Linked DNA regions of Xenopus tropicalis: region 2 is linked to region 1. Evidence: chromatin contacts called from public Hi-C data. All regions are on one chromosome and are shown on one strand. Each heading gives the region's core, a stretch centred on a gene start, on an enhancer-like site or on the middle of the called end of the contact. The rest is flanking DNA. Distances are from core to core; before and after follow the strand shown.

The links. Hi-C and Micro-C count contacts between places; a contact is called where the count stands out from the background.
Region 2: a Hi-C map of neurula embryo shows a contact between it and region 1, with 4 times the contacts expected there. The contact joins the promoter of ccar1 here to the enhancer-like site in region 1. A contact is called at or near these places in 2 of 5 Hi-C or Micro-C datasets (gastrula embryo and neurula embryo).

What each region holds. Positions count from the first base shown.
Region 1 is chr7:38,755,593-38,758,659 of UCB_Xtro_10.0, forward strand. The region is part of intron 3 of hk1 (hexokinase 1); the gene reads right to left. Among named protein-coding and RNA genes, the nearest start is that of hk1, 31 kb to the right of the region's middle. Within about 2 kb of position 1,614, at least 2 of the 11 cell types and tissues checked have an H3K27ac peak or open chromatin away from gene starts, as enhancers often do. A contact at or near this core is called in gastrula embryo and neurula embryo, where this site is marked.
Region 2 is chr7:38,919,211-38,922,203 of UCB_Xtro_10.0, forward strand. It overlaps ccar1 (cell division cycle and apoptosis regulator protein 1), which reads left to right and starts at 1,681. Exons shown (of 25, transcript XM_012966785.3): 1 at 1,681-1,832.

The sequences.
Region 1 (3,067 bases), core at 364-2,863:
GAAAGGAGTTTTATACCAACCAGCAGATCCCAGCACTTTTATTATACTATAAGAACTGCAAAATATAACTGAACTGTGTTTTTTAAGAAAGGGCTGCCACCAACTCACAGCTAAGTACATGCTACATGAATCCACAGGCTGACACAGGGCACAGGCCTATAGGATACAGGATTAGGTATTTAGCAACCTACAATCTTTTAATCCCGCACCGTATATCTCACGTACGCACACCAATAATTTCTGCTTTGATCACTGCTAATACATACAGGTCAAGGTAAATAATAATATATAAAACTCTTCAGAAACCCCTTTCTCAGAAAAATATTCCTTTGAACCTAAAAATCTTAAATTAAATATTTAATATTATCTGTGTCAGACTGTTTTTGATCACTGGGATAAGAAAACAAGTTTAATAAATTCTATTTTAGAGCACCTGCATCCCAGAAAGAAACGGAAGCAATACACATTCCCCATTCACAAACATCTCACTCACAATGACCCTATTAAAGTCTGCATTTACAACGTAATTTAAAATTCTTCTTCCATTGTCCCAGGCCCTTCCCTCTTGCACTTAACTAAATGACAGGACTGATCTACCTCTATGCTGCTCCAACATGTGCATTAAGCTCCGCTGCTCATTTCAACACATTTGTGTTTGAAATCCAGAATTCTGGAGACCCTTTTCTAAAGGTAAAGACACATGGAGCTCCTAGTAGCAGCTACTTGCCACAGCTACAAAAACAGACAATGCTGATCATTTACTGATAATTGCCTCTATTTGTGTTTTAGCAGAGGCAATTCTCAGTATTGTCTATGGCAGAGTATTTTCGCATATTTAGTAGCCGTGACAAGTAGCTGCTACTATGTAGCTCCATGTGTCTTTACTCTAAAGCTGCCCCTTTCTCTGGAACCCAATTTACCCAATCCCTTCTAAAGCTGCACGTCATCACAGCTGCATTTAATGACCACTAACTATTCAGGACAGGTTCCCCTTTCCAGGACTATCAGTTCAATGAACTTAATTGCATTAATATTATATGCTGTATTGTGATTTATTCCACGTATCGGCATTGAATTACTGCATCTAACTTCCAATAGTGTTTTAATAACTCCAAGAAATCCTATAATCTCCTAGAAATTTCTGACTCAACTGATTTTAGGTTTATGTGCGCTTATCATTTTGATGCCACCACCCTCTCTAGGAGATAAACTTCCCATGCCAGAAAGCAGGTTCTTCCCATTTTAGTGAATAGGAGATGCATTACCAATGTTAGATTCTAGCAATATTTCCTGTGAAAGTGCCCGCATGATCTCTCACAGGCAGTGTGCATTGTATAGGGACAGGCAAAGGTTGGGCAAGAGGTGTGACATGAACCTAATGGAACATATTATCAGCTAGGACATTTACCAGTTATGTCAAAGACAAAAATGCCCCCCTATCAAAGTACAATGTAGATAGCAACAGGAACCACTTTTACACAGACAGCCAACTACAGGGCTACTGACAGAGTGATAACAGAAAATAGTTCCCATGGGATTCCTGTGACATGTGATTGTCCTGAATGAGAAAGAGTGCGTGCTCCCCTCACCCTTAGTTTATCTCACTCACCAACCTTGTACAGTTCCAATGGTTCTGAGCAGCAGATGGCCAGTCAGCTGGGATGTAAGGGGCAGACGGCCCATTGACAAATTAAAACAAAAGTCTATTGTGTTTCTCAGCTGTCTGGCTCTTAAATAATTCTAATTGCATCCCAAAGCTGCCCGTCTGCTTGTACAGCAGAAGGCATTAATCAGCAGTTTTTTAAAAAGCCGAGTCATCCTAGGAACCTTTTACTAGGTTATAAATGGTAGCAATTTAAGCAATTTTGATTATTTGGCTTTATTTTCTTACTTTCTGTATTTGGTTTTAAAAACACTATCTGGATGGTAAGGCTGATGATGCCTGTGACCAGGAAGCCCAAGAGAAGTTAAGTATAACCCCAGTGATAGACAAGCTTGAAAACTTTATTTTAATTTCTGCCAAATAGGCAATAGTGTGAACTCTCCCAAATACTGCATCATTGCTATTTATTCCTAAGCAACAACCACTTTAATGTTTAAAAACATGCAATGTGAACTGTCCATTCCACTTCTTTCTTATTGCAGGCACTGTGTTGCTCAGCAGTAAAGCTGGCCATTGCTGGTGGGCAATATCAGACTGATTTGATCAATTGGCCTTCAGGGCATAGATTGGATCACAATGATGAGATGCAGGCTGCCGGGGTGAGTATCTTATCCATGAGCCGGTGCACTCCTCGCCCTGATGGGATTTTTAAACCTAGATTGCACAAAAATACTGGCACAACAGGACTTACTTAAGCGGCATAAACCCTGCTGATTTTTAATAGTAGCAAACCATGTAATGTTTCAGGGACACCCCCCTTCATCAGTGGAACGTGGTGGAGAGTGCTGAAGACTCTCCAAATACTGTGCACCAGGGGGAACAGAATGGGAAGGCCAGGGTGTGCTTGTGAGTGTGGACTGGGATTTTTAAACCTGCCTGATAATTTCTAATACTGAGTATCCTTTGTAACACTAAGGGGGAGATTTATTAACCCTTTAAGTGCCAGCCGAATTCGTCATTTCGGTTCCCCCCAGTGCCAGACGTTTTTTAAGCATTTTGTACTCATTCACTTTAACAATGTTTTTTGGTAGGAAAACCTCCACGAAACTAGGGAAATTATATATCGTTTTTTTCGTCACTAATTGGGCTTCGACATACATACCAAATTTTATAACTTTTCTGGAGATATGATGTGTATTTTGGGTGAAATATGTAAAAAAAAAATAAAATTATGAAAAATTTCTGTATATTTTGAGGTTTTTTTCCATAGAAAAGTTAATTTTACTCACTTTTTTTTATTGTTTGTAAAAGCCCTGATACTCCCAAGTCCAACGATACCAAATATGTGGTGGTACCCCACAGTTCCTGTCCAGAAGTAACCCCCAAACTAAGGCAATACTTAGTACAATATCACACCAGAACAAAGCAGAAAAGCGCTTGTAACAGTTAATGCAGCATAACTTA
Region 2 (2,993 bases), core at 431-2,930, 160 kb after region 1:
GTACAGATTGGGGCAATATAATGGCTGCTGGCACAGGTACAGATTGGGGCAATACAATGGCTGCTGGCACAGGTACAGATTGGGGCAATATAATGGCTGCTTGCACAGGTACAGATTGGGGCAATATAATGGCTGCTGGCACAGGTACAGATTGGGGGCAATATAATGGCTGCTGGCACAGGTACAGATTGGGGGCAATATAATGGCTGCTGGCACAGGTACAGATTGGGGGCAATATAATGGCTGCTGGCACAGGTACAGATTGGGGCAATATAATGGCTGCTGGCACAGGTACAGATTGGGGGCAATATAATGGCTGCTGGCACAGGTACAGGTTGGGGGCAATATAATGGCTGCTGGCACAGGTACAGATTGGGGGCAATATAATGGCTGCTGGCACAGGTACAGGTTGGGGGCAATATAATGGCTGCTGGCACAGGTACAGGTTGGGAGCAATATAATGGCTGCTGGCACAGGTACAGGTTGGGGGCTTGGGGGCAATATAATGGCTGCTGGCACAGGTACAGATTGGGGGCTTGGGGCAATATAATGGCTGCTGGCACAGGTACAGGTTGGGGGCTTGGAATCAATATAATGGCTGCTGGCACAGGTACTGATTGGGGGCTTGGGGCAATATGATGGCTGCTGGCACAGGTACAGATTGGGGGCTTGGGGCAATATGAGGGATTGGCTGCTGCTGACACAAGTACAGATGGGGCAATATGGTGGCCACTGGCACAGGTACATGGTGGCAATGGCTGTTGGCACAGATACATGGGGGCAATATGATGGCTGTTGGCACAAATACATGGGGCTACGTAATGGCTGCTGGCACAGGTACATAGTAGCTTTATGATGGCTGCTGGCACAGGCACATGGAGCAATAAAATGGCTGCTGGCAGCCTGGCACAGGTACATGGGGGCAATCAGGAAGGGGGGGGCGCTGATTGAAGCCCTTGCCTAGGGTGCCAAAATACCTTGGCCCGGCCCTGGTACATTCATTGTTTTTATAGGATATGTCTCCTTTAACCTGCTAGAATTCTGGTGGCTTGTGCTACTGGGATTAGACTATGCTATTGCAGTGCTGATTTATGTACCACAGAATTCTTCAATGCCATGCTATGAGAGTAAGAACATGGTCTGCTGTGAATTCTTCCACAAATCCATTGAGTTTTTACTTAATAGAATTCCTAGATTGTGTTCTCCTGTTATCACTACAGAAGATATTTTGAGTTCAAGATTTAGACTATTTTTATTGAAACAATGCAGCCAGCTTCGGTAACAGTTCCAAAACATTTTATTACATGACAAATCACAAGAAGGCTACATATTTTTTAATAGATATATATCGCAATGCCAAATTATGTTTTCTTTAGCTTTAGTTGCGTTTGGGTGGAGCGCCCCTTTAAACCAGCTCTACATATAACCCGGTAGCGTCACACCGGCCGCCCCAGCTCTTATCACAGACTGCCCCCTCCTTTTGCCTGATACAGGATAGCGCAGCACTACTCCTAAAACAGATACCGATCTCTTTCTCCCACCCTGCGCAAAAACAGCGCTAGAGCCAGCATCATTTGCTAGCCTGTCACGTGGTGCTGTAGGGGGGCAGATTCCTAGCGCGAACATAAGGTAGACACGCCCCCATTTGACGTCATGTTATCCCGCCCTCTACGTGGTCACATGGCTGTGACATCATTACTTCCTGAAAGTACCACTATGGAGCTGCTGCGGCCCATCCAGAGAAAGGACCAGGACATCTGACTGTAAGGCAGAACTGAGGTGCCCTAAATGCCAGAAAGAGGCAGCAGTACACAAAGAAGGGGTTGCTAAAGGTGGGTGTTGCTGTGAAGGGGAAATGGGAAAGGTGAAGGACTGCAAGGTATTATGTACTTTGCTTCTGTGGGAATGCTGATCAATACAGTCTTTGGTTGTGCCTGGGGGAAACCTTTTTCTAATGCAGTGAGATGGCATTGAAACTTATATTTAGTATGCACAGTAACACGCACAGGGCACCTGGTAGTATGCAGTGTGAGCTATTGGAGCATGCAGTGTGAGCTATTGGAGCATGCAGTGTGAGCTATTGGAGCATGCAGTGTGAGCTATTGGAGCATGCAGTGTGAGCTATTGGAGCATGCAGTGTGAGCTATTGGAGCATGCAGTGTGAGCTATTGGAGCATTGCATGTCCACTGGTGTCTGTGTTTCACTGTGCATCCTCCCTGCTGTCTGTGCATATTTCTGTGATATTCACAAACTGTGAACATTCACTGTAATGTATTATGTACAGAACACCTCTTAGCAGCACAGTGATACGCACAGAACATCTCTTAGCAGCACAGTGATACGCACAGAACACCTCTTAGCAGCACAGTGATACGCACAGAACATCTCTTAGCAGCACAGTGATACGCACAGAACATCTCTTAGCAGCAGAGTGATACGCACAGAACATCTCTTAGCATCACAGTGATACGCACAGAACATCTCTTAGCATCACAGTGATACGCACAGAACATCTCTTAGCAGCAGAGTGATACGCACAGAACACCTCTTAGCAGCAGAGTGATACGCACAGAACACCTCTTAGCAGCACAGTGATACGCACAGAACATCTCTTAGCAGCACAGTGATACGCACAGAACATCTCTTAGCATCACAGTGATACGCACAGAACATCTCTTAGCATCACAGTGATACGCACAGAACACCTCTTAGCAGCACAGTGATACGCACAGAACATCTCTTAGCAGCACAGTGATACGCACAGAACACCTCTTAGCAGCACAGTGATACGCACAGAACATCTCTTAGCAGCACAGTGATACGCACAGAACATCTCTTAGCAGCACAGTGATACGCACAGAACACCTCTTAGCAGCACAGTGATACGCACAGAACACCTCTTAGCAGCACAGTGATACGCACAGAACATCTCTTAGCAGCACAGTGATACGCACAGAACATCTCTTAGCAGCACAGTGATACGCACAGAACA